Linked DNA regions of Oryctolagus cuniculus: region 1 is linked to region 2. The links are chromatin contacts, called in public Micro-C maps. All regions are on one chromosome and are shown on one strand. Each heading gives the region's core, a stretch centred on a gene start, on an enhancer-like site or on the middle of the called end of the contact. The rest is flanking DNA. Distances are from core to core; before and after follow the strand shown. Region 1 holds the start of STOM (stomatin). Region 2 overlaps GSN (gelsolin).

The links. A called contact is a pair of places that touch in the nucleus more often than the background predicts.
Region 1: a Micro-C map of ear pinna shows a contact between it and region 2, with 3 times the contacts expected there. The contact joins the promoter of STOM here to the enhancer-like site in region 2. A contact is called at or near these places in 5 of 6 Hi-C or Micro-C datasets (ear pinna, liver, psoas muscle and 2 more).

What each region holds. Positions count from the first base shown.
Region 1 is chr1:225,356,785-225,364,358 of mOryCun1.1, forward strand. STOM (stomatin) reads right to left here and starts at 5,295. Exons shown (of 7, transcript XM_002720468.5): 1 at 5,106-5,295. The coding sequence starts at 5,166. It overlaps LOC127493200 (a long non-coding RNA gene), which reads left to right and starts at 5,264. Exons shown (of 4, transcript XR_011381827.1): 1 at 5,264-5,523.
Region 2 is chr1:225,316,530-225,323,797 of mOryCun1.1, forward strand. GSN (gelsolin) reads left to right here. Exons shown (of 17, transcript XM_008273374.4): 13 at 261-435; 14 at 1,320-1,444; 15 at 1,640-1,717; 16 at 2,768-2,828; 17 at 3,337-3,747. The coding sequence ends at 3,506. Among named protein-coding and RNA genes, the nearest start is that of STOM, 42 kb to the right of the region's middle. Within about 2 kb of position 4,817, at least 2 of the 8 cell types and tissues checked have an H3K27ac peak or open chromatin away from gene starts, as enhancers often do. A contact at or near this core is called in ear pinna, where this site is marked.

The DNA of each region.
Region 1 (7,574 bases), core at 4,045-6,544, 41 kb after region 2:
TTTGCAATCCACCTGCATTATTTCATTACAGGGTGAAAGCCCTGGCCGTAAGAAAATTCAGTTTGCTTCAGGTTTGGTCATATTTATCTGCCTAGGACTAAGGACCAGCAAAGACATGACGAGGCAGAGTTCAGTCTCTTCAGCATGCCACTGCTTCCCTCTGTCAGACGCAGCCTGCTGGAGCTGCCTTATCCAAGAGGCCTTGACTGAAGTTGGGTGCCCCTGGGGTTTCTTTGTTTTCTCTCTTACCTGCAGTGATGCACTGAAGTTAGCCAAGGTCAGGTATTTGCGTGTGCATTTTGGAGCTAGCTCTAAGGTAGGAAACATAGTTAGGAAACTCAGAGAGCCCCAGAAAGAAACCTGGCTCTGAATCTCACAGGCCGTGTGTGATTTTACCTCTCAGAGCCTCAGTTTCTTGATTGTAAAATGATGAATGATGACATTTTCCTGGGTGCTTTTGCAGAACTGCGCTTAGATAATGTCTGCAAAGCCCTTAGGTGGTGCTTACATGGCAACCATTCAATAAATTCTATTTAATACATTCCAATAATAGCTTTCATATTTCAAATTTCCAAGGTTTACATGAAAAAAAGATGACATCAACCAAGTGAAATTTTGTTTGTATGTATAATTTTCCAAGGAGACAGCGCATTAGTTCCCATTAGAGTCTTAGAAGACTTCTGTCTTGGGGCTGGCACTGTGGTGTAGTAGGTTAAGCCTCTGCCTGCAATGCTGGCATCCCAAATGGGCGCTGGTTCTAGTCCTGGCTTCTCCTCTTCCGATCCAGCTCTCTGCTATGACCTGGGAAAGCAGTGGAAGATGGCCCAAGTGCTTGGGCCCCTGCACATGGAAGGGAGACCCAAAGGAAGCTCCTGGCTCCTGATCAGCTCAGCTCCAGCTGTTGCGGCCATTTGGGTAGTGAACCAGTGGATAGAAGACCTTTCTTTTTGTCTCTCCCTCTCTCTGTCTATAACTCTACCTCTCAAGTGAATAGACAAAATCTTAAAAAAAAAAAATTCTGTCTTTAAAAAAGAATACAGCCAAGAGAAAGAACTTAGAAGTAAAAATGGGCCTATGATCACAAAAAAAACAACTAAATGAACATGAAGTACGAAGACACTTTATTCCCAAAGAATTCCTCTAACCAGGGGGTCAGGATAGGGAATCCAGGAAAACACAACTATCAAATAGGCAGTGTTGTGCAATTTTTTCCATTCAACTTTTAGAATCAGTAAATCCATATTTAAAAGACGACTCCCAGTCCACCCCAAATGGCATCAGCTTTCTATATGGAAAGCCAAGAGACAGGGCAAAGAGTCCCTGATAAAAGCCAGCCTCCACAAAATTCTGTCAAGAGCTGGGTGGGTGGAACTGCCCCGGGGCAGAAGGGCTCCCAGGTTAGAACCACCAACCCTGCTGGCTCCAAGCTAAAAAAGCCCTTACTCCGTCCAGCTTCCAAGATAACCACCGCTGTTGAGGGAAAGGCCTAGGGTCAGTACAGGCAGGACTGCCATCTTCCTTTTAGATATGCCACCTGTTCTACACTAACCTCCTGTGCAAGCCAGTTCTCCCCCCAGGCCAGCTAGGTAATGGAATCAACAGGGTGTTTTCCCTAAAAAGAGTCACATCTTCCTTATAATGTCCCTTCTGGTAACCCATGTAAAGAGGTCCATAGGTCTGGGCCTCACGAATACCTGGCCAGGCCTACATGCCTCTCTCAATGAGAAAACTTCTTCTGGATTGGATAACACATTTCCTAGGTACTCCAATAATGATTCGAGGCCGACGAGAAGCCGGTGGCCTGAAACAGGAGTGCAGTGCAAATCCAGCAACACTGTACAAGCTGAGAGCCTGAAACAAGCAAGCCAGCCCTAAAGAGAGCACCAGGGACGCCAGCGACAGAAGGATTCAGTCACTCCAGAAGCTGACTGATTTGCACACGGCTGAAGCCTGAGGAATTGGCCGCCTGATAAAATAAATGGACTGTGGAAGACTGTGGATTCAAAAGGCTTCCATAGCCATGGCAGCTCATGTCAAGAGTCTCGGATGGTCATTGACGTCATACATGAGTGGTAATTGTTAAATTACAACAGGAGTCACTGTGCACTAACAACCCGTGCAGGACCTCTGTCCTCTGAGAACTAACTGTAAAACTTGTTCTCAAATAGTTTTGTGTGTGTGTGTGTGTGCATGTGCATAAATTGTTGAAATCCTTACTTAATATAGAGTTGGTCTTCTGTGTATAAAGTTAATTGAAAATGAATCTTAATGGAGAATGGGATAGGGAATGGGAGAGAGAGGAGGAGGTGGGGTAGGAGTGGGGGCAGCAGGGTGGGTAAGGTGGGAAGAATCACTATATTCCTAAAGTTGTAGTTGTGAAATTTGTATTTATTAAATAAAAGGTTTCTTTGGGAAAAAAATTAATGGACTGATCCTTTCTCTTTTTGCCTCTTTATATTTGTTTCAAAATTTTAATCTAAGTAACTGTTGTATACAAATAGATAACGAGGACAAGATTATAAAAATTACTGATCAAATAAAAAAGGTCACCCACGGGGTAGGGGACACACGCCTTTGGCAGAGCAGTTAAACTGCAGCGTGGGACATCTGCATCCCATATCAGAGTACCTGGCGGAGCTCTGGCTCTGCTCCTGATGTCAGCTTCTTGGGAGACAGCAGGTGATGACTCAAGTAGTTGGGTCCCTGCCACCCACATGGGAGACTCAGATTGAGTTCCTGGCTCCCAGCCTCAGCCTGGCCCAGGTCTGGCTGTTGCAGGCACTTGAGGGAGTGAACCAGCAAATGGGACATCTCTTTGTCCACCTCTCTCTCTGCCTTTCATATAAATAAAAATAAAATATAATAGGACTACATTACATGGCCGGCGCCGCGGCTCACTAGGCTAATCCTCTACCTTGCGGCACCGGCACACCAGGTTCTAGTCCTGGTCGGGGCGCCGGATTCTGTCCCAGTTGCCCCTCTTCCAGGCCAGCTCTCTGCTGTGGCCAGGGAGTGCAGTGGAGGATGGCCCAGGTCCTTGGGCCCTGCACCCCATCGGAGACCAGGAGAAGCACCTGGCTCCTGCCTTCAGATCAGCACGGTGGCCATTGGGGGGTGAACCAACGGCAAAAAAAGGAAGACCTTTCTCTCTGTCTCTCTCTCTCACTGTCCACTCTGCCTGTCAAAAAAAAAAAAATAGTACTACATTACTGATAATCTGTGTGACTGTTCAAAAAAATGCTTTTAAAGATTATTTATTTGAGGGGCTGTCACTGTGGTGCAGTAGGTTAATCTTCCGCCTGCGGTGCCAGCATCCCATATGGGAGCCGGGTTCTAGTCCCGGTTGCTCCTCTTCCAGTCCAGCTCTCTGCTATGGCCTGGGAAAGCAGTAGAAGATGGCCCAAGTGCCTGGGCCCCTGCACCCACATGGGAGACTAGGAAGAAGCTCCTGGCTTCAGATCGGTGTAGCTCCAGCTGTTGCGATCAATTGGGGAGTGAACCAACAGATGGAAGAACTTTCTCTCTGTCTCTCCTTCTCACTGTCTGTAACTTCACCTCTCAAATAAATAAATAAAATCTTTAAAAAAAGATTATTTATTTGAGGGGCAGAGTTACAGAGAGGCAGAGAGAGAGAAAGAGGTCTTCCATCGGCTGGCTCACTCCCCAGGTGGCCGCAACAGCCAGAACTGGGAAGATCTGAAGCCAGGAACCAGGAGCTTCCTCCCGGGTCTCCCATATGGGTGCACTTGGGCCATCCTCCACTGCCTTCCCAGGCCACAGCAGAGAGCTGGATCAGAAGTGGAGAACCGGGACTTGAACCAGCGCCCACATGGGATTCTGGTACTACCCTCCACAGCTTCACCGGCTACACCACAACACCGGCCCCCAAAATACGGTTTTGCTTTGGTTATCATCAATTCCTTGTTGTTAATTAACTTCAAATTTGGGAAGATAATGCTCCACAGTGCTTAGGAGAGAAAAGTGGGGGACAAAGATTTCTGCAATTCTTCTGGTGCTCCTGGAAAGGAACTAAATAAAGACAGGGATCCCTGGGCAAGCAGAACAGGACTTAACATCAGAGCGGTGGACAAGGCTGGCTCTGCAGCAGATACCTCCAAAGTGGCGCCTTTTGGGGGGTTCTGGAGAAGCGCACCCAGCTCCCCACATTTCTTTCTTCATGTCATCCTGTCCGAAATCCCATCTTTAGAGAGAATTCCTTTGGCTCACTGAGAGCTCTCCAGAGGATACTCCCTCTCTTCATTGTTGGACATCCCCGCGCCCCCAAGGAGTTAGCCAACAAAGGCGCAAGGCGTCCCGCACCTGTTTCTTCACAGGGAAACAAGAGGACTGAGCCACTGGGGGGTGGGGGGCGGAGAGGGTAGGGGAATTTAGAGCTGCCGGTAGGGAACAAAAAGCCGGCAAGGAGAGGTCCCTAAGACACAGGCACTGAAGTGCTAGGGGCACAGGAGGGGCTGGCCAGATGGGGAGGGGGCGTGCTAAAGCCAGACTCTTCTCCCAGAACTGCCCTCAGTGCTTCGGGAGGTAGGGGGTCCTGCACCTTCCCAGGAAATTGCTCGGGGTCCCGATGCTGGGGCCAGGGGTGCAAGAGGGTGGGCGAAGGCTGCGCAGGGCCTCCATCGGGTGGGGCGAGAAAGAAAGGAGAGTGGGTGAGGTGGAAGACACCCCGCTCCCGGCCCCCCACTCGCCGGCTGCCAGTTAACTCTTGCGTTTCCCGGGCCGCCTGGATGACACGAGATAACGAAGGGCTGGCACCGAGCCGGGCAGCTGGCGACCGCGGGATAACGTGAGCCCTGGCCACGGTTCCGAGTACTGGGAACGCCCCTTTGTCCCTGGCGCGCCCACAATGTGCCCGGCACGGGCTGTGCTCTTTGCATCCCACCACCCTGAAATCGTGACCCCAGCCTGCGAAACAGGGCTCGTTATTCTCACTGGACGAGCGAGGAGAGGAGCGCGCACTGCCTAAGCAACGGAAACCTGGCTAGAACCCGCGTGTCAGGCTGCACAGCCCGAGGGGATCCGCACCCAGGGGGAGGGTCGGGGGCCGGCAGGGACTCCTCGAGCGTCGCCAGGGGCGCGGGGCTCACCCTTAAAGGAGTCGGGGAGCCGGTGCGCTTGGTTGTCCGTGCCGTGCCGCTTCTCTGCCATGCTGCCTGAGCAGGAGTCGGGCTCTCACGTCGCGTCCCCCCACCTAAGAAGCCAGAGAATGCCCTGAAGAGCCCAGGAGACTGAGACCTAGGCTGCAACCCCGCCCCTCCTCGCGGTCACGCCCCTCCCTGAGTCCTGACCAATCGGCTCTCAAAATAGAAAGGACACGCCCCCCCCCACAGCCTCCGCCACGCCCTCTTGCGCGCGCGCTCCTCCCCGGGGCCTCTGGGCGGCCGTTTCCCTGCAGGCTGAGGGGCGTAGCCGGAGGGACGAGGCCCCCACTGCGGTGGGGTTCCGGGCCGAGGGGCGTTGGCTGAGGATACACTGGGGGCGGTCAAGAGACGGCCTGAGGAAAAGGTGTGAATAGGACAAGGCGACCCGCAGGGTACAAGTATTAGAACTGGGCGCCTCGTTTGGCCTGAGGAGCTAGAGGGAAGAAAATGGCGCCCTCTCTTGACGGGGCGAGGTCTGAATCGAGGCGAGAAGGTTGGGGACACCTGCGTGGCCCAGGTGCGGGCGCGGAGGCCAGTCTGAGCAGAGGGGCTGTGGGGTGAGGGGAGGCAGGCCAGGGGACCGTCGCCCGGAGCCGAGGCGAGGAGTTGCATGTCTCGACCCGCGGCGCGAGGGTCCAGCGTGGTGCCCCTCGAGGAGTTCCCCTGGCCCTCCAGCTGGGGGGACGGGCGACCAACAAGCAAGCAGATCACAGCGCAGAGTGAGGCGTTAGCTCAGGGGACAAGGGAAGAGTGGCCTTGAGATGTCGCCAGGAAGATGAGAAGGAGCCCGCCTTGGGAAGGGGGACGGGCGGTTGCAGGAGGATGGGAAGGGTCGCCCAGGTGCAGGGATAAGGAGCGGCAGAGGCGGTAGTTCCAGGCTCGGGCTTTCTCGTAGGTGGTGGTGGAAAGCCTCGCTGTTGAAAACCGCACTGTGTTTTAGGCTCTGTGATTGGTCCTCAGGCAAAATGTGCAAAGTGTGTTCTTGTAACAGAAGGTGTGCTTTCAAAAACATCTTCAAATCAGTACAGAGTCACAGGCAGTTGGGTAGAACGTGCAGAGAAGTCACAGGTCCCCTGTCCACCCAGTGTCCCCATAGTCACGTCCCACTCAGCTGCAGCACCCAAACCAGGAAATGGACCATGCGTGATGTGTATGTCTACGTCACACGCACACATGCACATAGTGTAGACGTAATGTGGGTAGTCCGTGTTATTGTATCACCTGTGACCAGGGCAGTTAAGATGCAGAGCTGTTCCGTCTCCATAAATCTCTCCCTCCTGAGAGGCAATGTTATCTTTTTTCTAATGTGCTCAGTGTTTGGCTGTGTACCGTGCAGTAGTTTGTGGTGCTTAGATAATATGGAAGGGTAGACTTTGGGATTTTATAGGGCTGCGCGAGGATGATTGTTGCTTCAGGCGAAGCCTCCAGTGTGGGCATAAAAGCCTGATTCAGAGCTTGTAAATTGACTTCCGGTCAAATTAGCGCAAATGACTGCTCCTGTTCCTGGAAAGGTGCATGGCTTGTGCAGTTGCTGTGTTGATTAGCCTTCTGGAGAAGATAAGAAGAGGGCTACAGTAATTTAATGATCCCTCCTCTCTCACAATCATCCTTGAGAAAGTCCACAGCTTCATATTTTCCATTCTGCAGCAAATAAACCCCAGAGGCAGGAACTTCCTGTTTGTGCTGTGACTCCCAGAAAAGAGGAGCAAATGCCCCAAAATGAATTAAACCCTTTGGTCGAGACAGCCTTGACTACAGATTGCTTAGTGTGAGGAAGTATGTAGTTTTCATTTTGGCTGGAAAGGAAAATATTTCAAAATGAATTTAATGTGCGTGTTCTCCCCTGCTTCCTTAGCTCTGGTCTCAAGGCAATCCCAACAGCGTCACTTCTGGAGAATTAGAAAAGAAGCCACTCCCTGTGGGACCAAGACTTCAGTAAACACTTGTTGGCTTTGGTTTCAGATTGCATCAGTTCTAGAGCTAATTCCAGGCTCCAACCCAAGAACAGGTTTTGACTTGACTTTTGAATGCCTTCAGAGTAGATAAGAGTTTCCGATCTTGATTAAAATATGCTTTCACTTGCCCATGAAACTAGTATATTCTGACTTTCTCATGAATGTTCTGTATAAACACATCGATTATATGTCGTCCTTTCTGTTGGGGAGATTTTTAATTCTAACTTTTCTTCTAGGAATGACTAGAAGCTAGGATGTTGGAGTTTTGTTTGTTTATTTAGAACTTTATATTTTGAGGATGGAGATTTGGGAACAGGCATTTAGCCCAGCAATTTAGATGACCACATCCCACATTGGAATACCTGAGTTTGATTCCTGGCACTGGCTCCTGACTCCAGCTTCCTACTAATTCAGACCCCGAGAGACAGCAGGTTATGGCTCAAGTAATTGGATTCCTGCC
Region 2 (7,268 bases), core at 3,567-6,066:
CCTAGAGGAGAATGGGACTATAACCTCCTTTGTTTGGGCACTCACCCTCTGATAATATAGCCCAGAATTCTAGGATCTTCTTGGCTGGCCACAGTGTGTTAGTGATTCAAGGGGGTCAGTTAAATCCCCTCAATGGGCGAAGTCTGCACCCCCAGGTCTGTTGGGGTGAGTTTCTCTAAGGCCCCGCCCATGAGTTGGGTCTGCCACAGGCTCTCCTGCGTTCTGTCTGCTTCCCGATTAATCCAGCGCTGCCCTCCCAGGTCATCCCCAAGGCCGGTGCACTGAACTCCAACGACGCCTTTGTCCTGAAAACCCCGTCGGCCGCCTACCTGTGGGTAGGTGCAGGAGCCAGTGAGGCAGAGAAGACGGGGGCCCAGGAGCTGCTCAGGGTGCTGCGGGCCCAACCTGTGCAGGTGGCGGAAGGCAGCGAGCCAGGTAGGAGCTGGGATGGGGCTGCCGCTCTCTGGGGCCTGCAGCTGTTGGTTTCCCTCCCTGTTGAGCACTGTTGAGCAATGATGATGTGCCTGGCAGGAATTAGTGGAGATGAGGAGCAGGACTTTATTATTATTATTATTATTAAAGATTATTTATTTATTTACTTGAGAGGTAGAATTACAGAGAGAGAAGGAGAGAGAGAGATCATCATCCATCCACTGGTTCACTCCCCAAATGGCTGCAATGGCCGGGGCTGGGCGGGGCTGAAACCAGGAGCTTCACTCACATGGGTGCAGGGGCCCAAACACTTGGGCCCTCTTCTGCTGCTTTCCCAGGTGCATTAGCAGGGAGCTGGATTGGAAGTGGAGCAGCCAGGACTTGAACTGGTGTTCATATGGGATGCCAGTGCCGCAGACAAAGGCTTAACCGGCTGCACCACAGTGGCACCACAGTGCCAGCCTTGGAACAGGACTTTTAATTAGGAAGAATTTAAATTGAAGTAGCCACATATGGACAGTTCAAACTAGATTAGGTATAGTGGGAAGATTATGGGGACTGGAGTCAGACAAGATGTACATCCTGGTTTTACTACTGACTAGCTGTGTGGCCTTGGGTGAGCTGCTGAACCTCTCTGAGCCTCAGCTGCCTCAGTGTTGAGTGGGGATAATCACCCCCATCTTGTGGTGCTTGTTGTCAGCCTCAAGCCAGAAGTTGTCCTGGGTGTGTGTCTGCTGCCGAGTCAGCCCTCCAAGTTCCCCTGGGCCCCTTCTCTGTTGGCCCTGGGGCTTTAAGAAGGAGGTGCGGCCGGGGAGCAGCTGGCCGGGCTGGTGCGAGGGGTGGGGCAGCCGGCATCCCTAGGCAGCTGCTGTGGCCTCCCCTTACAGATGGCTTCTGGGAGGCCCTGGGCGGGAAGGCCGCCTACCGCACGTCCCCACGGCTGAAGGACAAGAAGATGGATGCCCACCCTCCTCGCCTCTTTGCCTGCTCCAACAAGATCGGCCGCTTTGTGGTGAGCCCCTGCGTGGACACCTCGGGAGGCATTAGGCGGGTGGGCAGCATGGGGCCGGGAGGAGGCACTGGAGCCCCCTGCTGGCCGATCGCGCCGTGCCGCTCGCTCCGGGGTTCGGGGTCACACGCGGGACGCCCACCCCGGGAAGGGAGGATGTCTCACCAATCCCTTCTGCTCACTTCTGTTCTTTTCCAGATCGAAGAGGTTCCCGGCGAGCTCATGCAGGAAGACCTGGCTACTGATGACGTCATGCTCCTGGACACCTGGGACCAGGTGAGCGAGGGCGAGGGGAGAGGCTAGACCCCCAGCCCGCTGGGGCAGGTGCAGCAGGTGCTGCTGGGACAGTCCCCGAGCTGCTGCAGGCCCTGCCCTTTCGAGCCTCCCTTTCCTCCCCTGTAAAATAGCAGTGGTGACGCCCATAGCAGCGCTGTCCCACTGGTCACTTAATGCGTTAGTTCACGTGTTTGCTCATTCACTCGGCCAGCATGTATTTGGCACCGCTACTCACAGGCAGAGTGCTGAGTGCTGGGAATTCTGTGATGAGCAAAATAGACTCAACCCCTTGCCACGGGGGGCTTCCTGTTCCGGAGGGAACTCATTTGTAAGCAAGTGAGAGCCTCGGAGCCTGGTGGGGACTGGTCTCTCAGTGACAGGTGCTCTGTTAGATGCCGCAGAACTTGTATACTAAGACCCAAAGTCATGGTCGTGGGGCTGAGTTGTTTTTAATCCCAAGCCTTAGGACCCATGTTGGCCGAGACACACAAGGACTGGCACAGGTGGACCCTGGGTTTATGTTTGTTGGATGAATGAATGAGAATCCATTTTGACCGCTCATTTGTTGAACAAATAAACACCTTGGAAGGGTTAATTCATGAACTGCTAGGGATTTCCAGCTCAGTGCCTGATGGCGCCTGGTTGGTGCTGGTCATGGGTGACGCAGGCTGGGATGGGGAGACCTGAGGCAGGGTGGGGCCTGAGGCACACTGGCACTGCCCACATAGAGGGGCAGCCGCCGGCCGCCGCTCGGCTTCACCCACGTGAGCAGGACTGCCCAGGGCTGCTGGACCCAACAGGTTTTCAAGAGAAGCCATCAACGTGGAGGTTTTCCATGTCAGCAGTGGAAAAGGACAGAGCAGGCCAGCGCAGGGTGGCAGGGTGGCAGGGACGGGTGTGCGGGCCCTGTCCCTCCCCCCCTCCAGCCTCGCCGATGGCCCTGCGGTTCTGCTGTCAGCTCTGCCTGGGCCGCCACCTGCTCCCCGTTCTGCCTCCAGTGGCGAATTTGCTCTGCGCCCCTCACTGATGTTTCATTTCCCACACCTCCAGGTCTTTGTCTGGGTTGGAAAGGATTCTCAAGAGGATGAGAAGACGGAAGCCTTGACCTCAGGTGAGGCCCAAGGTGCAGCACGCGGTGCAGCCTGGGAGGCCGCATCACTGGGCGAGGACTTCCTCATCCATGGTCAGCCCCTCGTATGCCTGCCTAGGGCAGGGAGACAGCCTGGTTCCCTCAGGAAGCCAGGTTATCCCAGGGGAAGGAAGGACCGGGAAAGAAGCCGTGCACAGTGCCCAGCTGCCCCAGGGCTGCGCTTGTCAGGGTCAGGGTTGAAAAGCAGATCCCTGTGGCTGCCTAGAGTTGAGTGGGGGTGCTGGGAACCCCTCCAAAGAGGGGTGAGAGCGTCGTGAAGCAGGGCGCTAACTGTGGTCCCTGGCCTGTGCTGTCCATGGGCAGGGTGGCGGAGCACCCACGGGGCGTCACTGCCTCCAGGGGGCGCTGGTGCCCAGGGCAGGGCTGGGGCAGCAGGGACAGTAGGACCCAGGCAGTTCTCTTTGAGCTGCGGGGTGAGGGAGAGGCTCTGAGAATCCCCGGGGCTTCTCTTTCCCACGCATGCCCACAGCTAAGCGCTACATTGAGACGGACCCTGCGAACCGGGACCGGCGGACTCCCATCACCGTGGTGAAGCAAGGCTTTGAGCCCCCCTCCTTCGTGGGCTGGTTCCTGGGCTGGGACGACAACTACTGGTCTGTGGACCCCTTGGACAGGGCCCTGGCTGAGCTGGCTGCCTGAGGAAGGGCAGGGCAGGGCCCACCCATGTCACCCGTCAGTGCCTTCTGGAACTGTCCATCTCTCAAAGAGACCTTAGGGTGAGCAGGGCACCTCTGGGGGTGTGTGTGTGTGTTTCTCTCTCTCTCTTTTTTTTTTACCATAGCCAAAATCAGCCCTGCAAAAATTCAGGGTCCTTGCAAAATTGTCTTACGTATCTGTGCTTTGGATATTAAATACAATAAAAGCTTTTTGAAGTGTGTTAGCCTCGGGTGGTTTGACTGTTTCCTCACTCGCTTGCTAGCCCCTACCCACCTGGGAGTGACAGGCAGCCTGTGTCCTGCCCGGGGGGTGCCCAGGGAGGTGTCTGTGAGTCTGCACCCCAGCCGCCTCCACCCTGGGTGTGAAATCCCGGACGCCGGCACAGGGACTGCCTTGGGATGCTCCACGTTCGCAGTCTTTGGGGTAGGGGAGGGCCACTCCTGTGTCCCCCCTGGGGTCCGTGGGCACTGAACCTCTGCTTCTGTTCAGGATGCTGGAGGGTCCCTCTTGGACATTTCTGTGAACTGCCACAGAGCCACCAAAGTGGTGCAAGGAGCTCACTAGAGGCCGGGTCCCGTTGCTCCCCTCCGTCCTTCTCGTCTCTTCTCACCACCTAATCTGCCCTTGTTCCATGCCTGCTCGCCCACCCAGTCTCGTCCTAGTTCTGCAGAGAGAACTCCCATGTGTGTGAATCTAGAACCAAAACCAGCACAAAGAGCCTGTGGTGGGCAGGCTCTGTGTGTGTGTGTGTGTGTGTGTGTGTGTGTGTGTACACGTGCATGTGCGCATGCGTGCCGTGTGTGTTTATCCTGTGTGTGTTTCCAAAGCTGACTGTTCACTGAAATTGCCCAGGGAACTTTTTAAAAGCATGACTCCTCAGGGGCCCACCCTCAGCGACTGCTTCTTCGCAGAAGTGACGAGGGTAGTGGAGGAGGGGTTTTCTGGGTGAGGCTTGTGGGGGAGGAGTCTCATTGTTCCAGGCAGCAGGGACAGGGGCAGGCAGCGCCCATGACAATGATGGGCTCCAGGCCAGGCAGCCAAGGGAGTCTGGAAGGTGGAGCGCTGGACCCAGAAGCAGGGAAGTGGGCAAGGACCTTGCCCTGCCAGGGGGTTTGGACTTGATCTTGCAACCCCCAAAGGGTTGCTTTCATGATCAAAGCAAACACTTGACAAATGGCAAGTCCTGGAACAAAAGCAGAATTTACCACCTGACGCTGCTAGGGCTTTCACCAGGGACAGGTGGAGACCTGTCTAGACAAAGCCAGGTTGCTTCCTGGAAATCTGTGGAGGTGAAATCACGGGTGGACTTGCCCGTGAATTCTTTACTGGGGAGGTGGCTGTGGCCTCCAGAGAGAGCTCGCTGCTGCTAGATGAGAAATTGCTTGGGGCAACGGAATCCCTGACTTCATGTTCTTCTCTTATAGACGAAAGAGAGAATCAGGAAGTGCAGTTTTAGGTTGCATTATGCCCTGCCATGGAGAAGCTGGTGTGAAATAACAGGATGGGTGTGCCAAAGGGTCATCTTTTAGGAAAAGGTTGGCCTGGGCTTGGTCTCTGTGTTCCGTCCGGCAATTCAGTTGCAGTGGGCATTGGTTTTGTATTTTCTTTGGCCAAGGCATTTGAGATACACACTTAAAAAAAATTTATCTGGGCCTCAAATCCCCCACCCTCAAAATGGTGATCACAGGGGCTCGGCAGGGAGTCATTGAAGGATAAAGGAGCCGAAGAGTGTCCAGCCGTCTCCGTGCCTTAGCCCAGCATGGCAAAACACTCGCCCTTTCCACGCCAATTCGGCACACCCACTTTCCCATGGTGCACCTTGGCCTCCTCCACCGGGAAGACACCGTGATTCCATGTGGAGATGCCACGAATCTGCCCCAGAGATCCTCACGTGCACTGACCCCTGCCCACATTCTGCCCCCTGTGTACTCAGTAGGGTGGCACGCCCACCCGGCGGGGTGGCTGAGTGGGGCGGGGCCCATTCTCACCTCACAGGGCTGCCCGCCTTCACCTCTGCGTGTGTGCTAGCGCTTTCATCCCTTTGAATACATTCTGCTCCCATTCTTGCTCTTCATCTATGTCTCTGCTTTGAATTCTTCCCTTGCGTAGAGGCAAGAACTGGGAATAAATCCAGCTGGGGACATCCTTACCCATAACAATAATGTATTAATAATATTCCGGGCCTGGCGCTGTGGCATAGGGGTTTAAGCTCAGTCGAAATCCCATATGGGTTCCAGTTCAAATCCCAGCTGCTCCACTTCCAATCTACATCCCTGCTAATGCCCAGGATGCCCTGGGAGAGCAACAGAGGATGGCCCAAGTCCTTGGGCCCCTCCACCCACGTGGGAGACCAGGAAAAAGTTCCTGGCTTTGGCCTGGCCCAGCCTTGACTGGTGCAGCCATTTGGGGAGTGAACCAGCAGATGGAAGATTCTCTCTCTCTCTGTCTCTACTTCTGCCTCTGCCTCTCCTTCTCTATAACTCTGCCTTCAAATGAGAAAATACATTTTGAAAAATAATAATATTAATATATTACCTAGCTGGAGGTGGTAACATATAGGGGCTAATAGCTGGGGCTTCAAGCCAGACCTGGGTCCAAATCCTAGCTCCACCTTTTAATCATGTTAACTGCATGGGGCCGGTGCCGCGGCTCACTTGGTTAATCCTCCGTCCTCAGCGCCGGCATCCCATATGGGCACCGGGTTCTAGTCCTGGCTGCTCCTCTTCCAGTCCAGCTCTCTGCTGTGGCCCGGGAAGGCAGTGGAGGATGGCCCAAGTGCTTGGGCCCTGCACCCGCATGGGAAACCAGGAGGAAGCACCTGGCTCCTGGCTTCGGATCAGCGTAGCTCTGGCTGTAGCGGCCACTTTGGGGATGAACCAATGGAAGGAAGACCTTTCTCTCTGTCTCTCTCACTGTCTAATTCTATCTGTCAAATAAAAAAAAAATCATGTTAACCACATGATCTTAAGCATTTTCCAGTTTCCTTAGAGGCAAAATGGAAATAAGTGCGCTGTCTGCCACTGAGAATTCTCATGAGGATTAAAGAAGGTAAATCCTAGCACAATCCCTGGCCCACTGTGAGCGTTCAAACAGGAAAGAAAGAAAAATGCACAGGCAAAGAGCCTCGCCCATGGCAGAGCTGTGGGTCAGAGGGGATGGCCTGGGCTGCAGTGCAGACAGGGGTCTTCTCGGCGGACCGCACCCAGGGGGTCTGGCTTTCCTGTTGATTTCTCTAGCTCTGTCCTTCCCAGTCTGTAGTGAAATACCTATAGGTGTCCGGCCTCCCATATTCATGCACGGCAATGACCAAGGACCAAAGGACCATTTCAGGGACCAGTGCCGTGGCTCACTTGGTTAAGCCTCAGCCCTCAGCGCCGGCATCCCATATGGGCGCCAGATTCTGTCCCAGTTGCTCCTCTTCCAGTCCAGCTCTCTACTGTGGCCCGGGAGTGCAGTGGAGGATGGCCCAGGTCCTTGGGCCCTGCACCCGCATGGGAGACCAGGAGGAAACACCTGGCTCCTGGCTTCGGATCGGCGCAGCGAGCCGGCTGTAGCGGCCATCTGGGGGGTGAACCAACAGAATGAAGACCTTTCTCTCTATCTCTCTCCTGTCTAACTCTATCTGTCAAATAAATTTAAAAAGAAAGAAAGAAAGAAAAAGAGAGAGAGAGAGAGAGAGAGAGAGAGAGAGAGAGAGAGAGAGAAAGAAAGAAAGAAAGAAAGAAAGAAAGAAAGAAAGAAAGA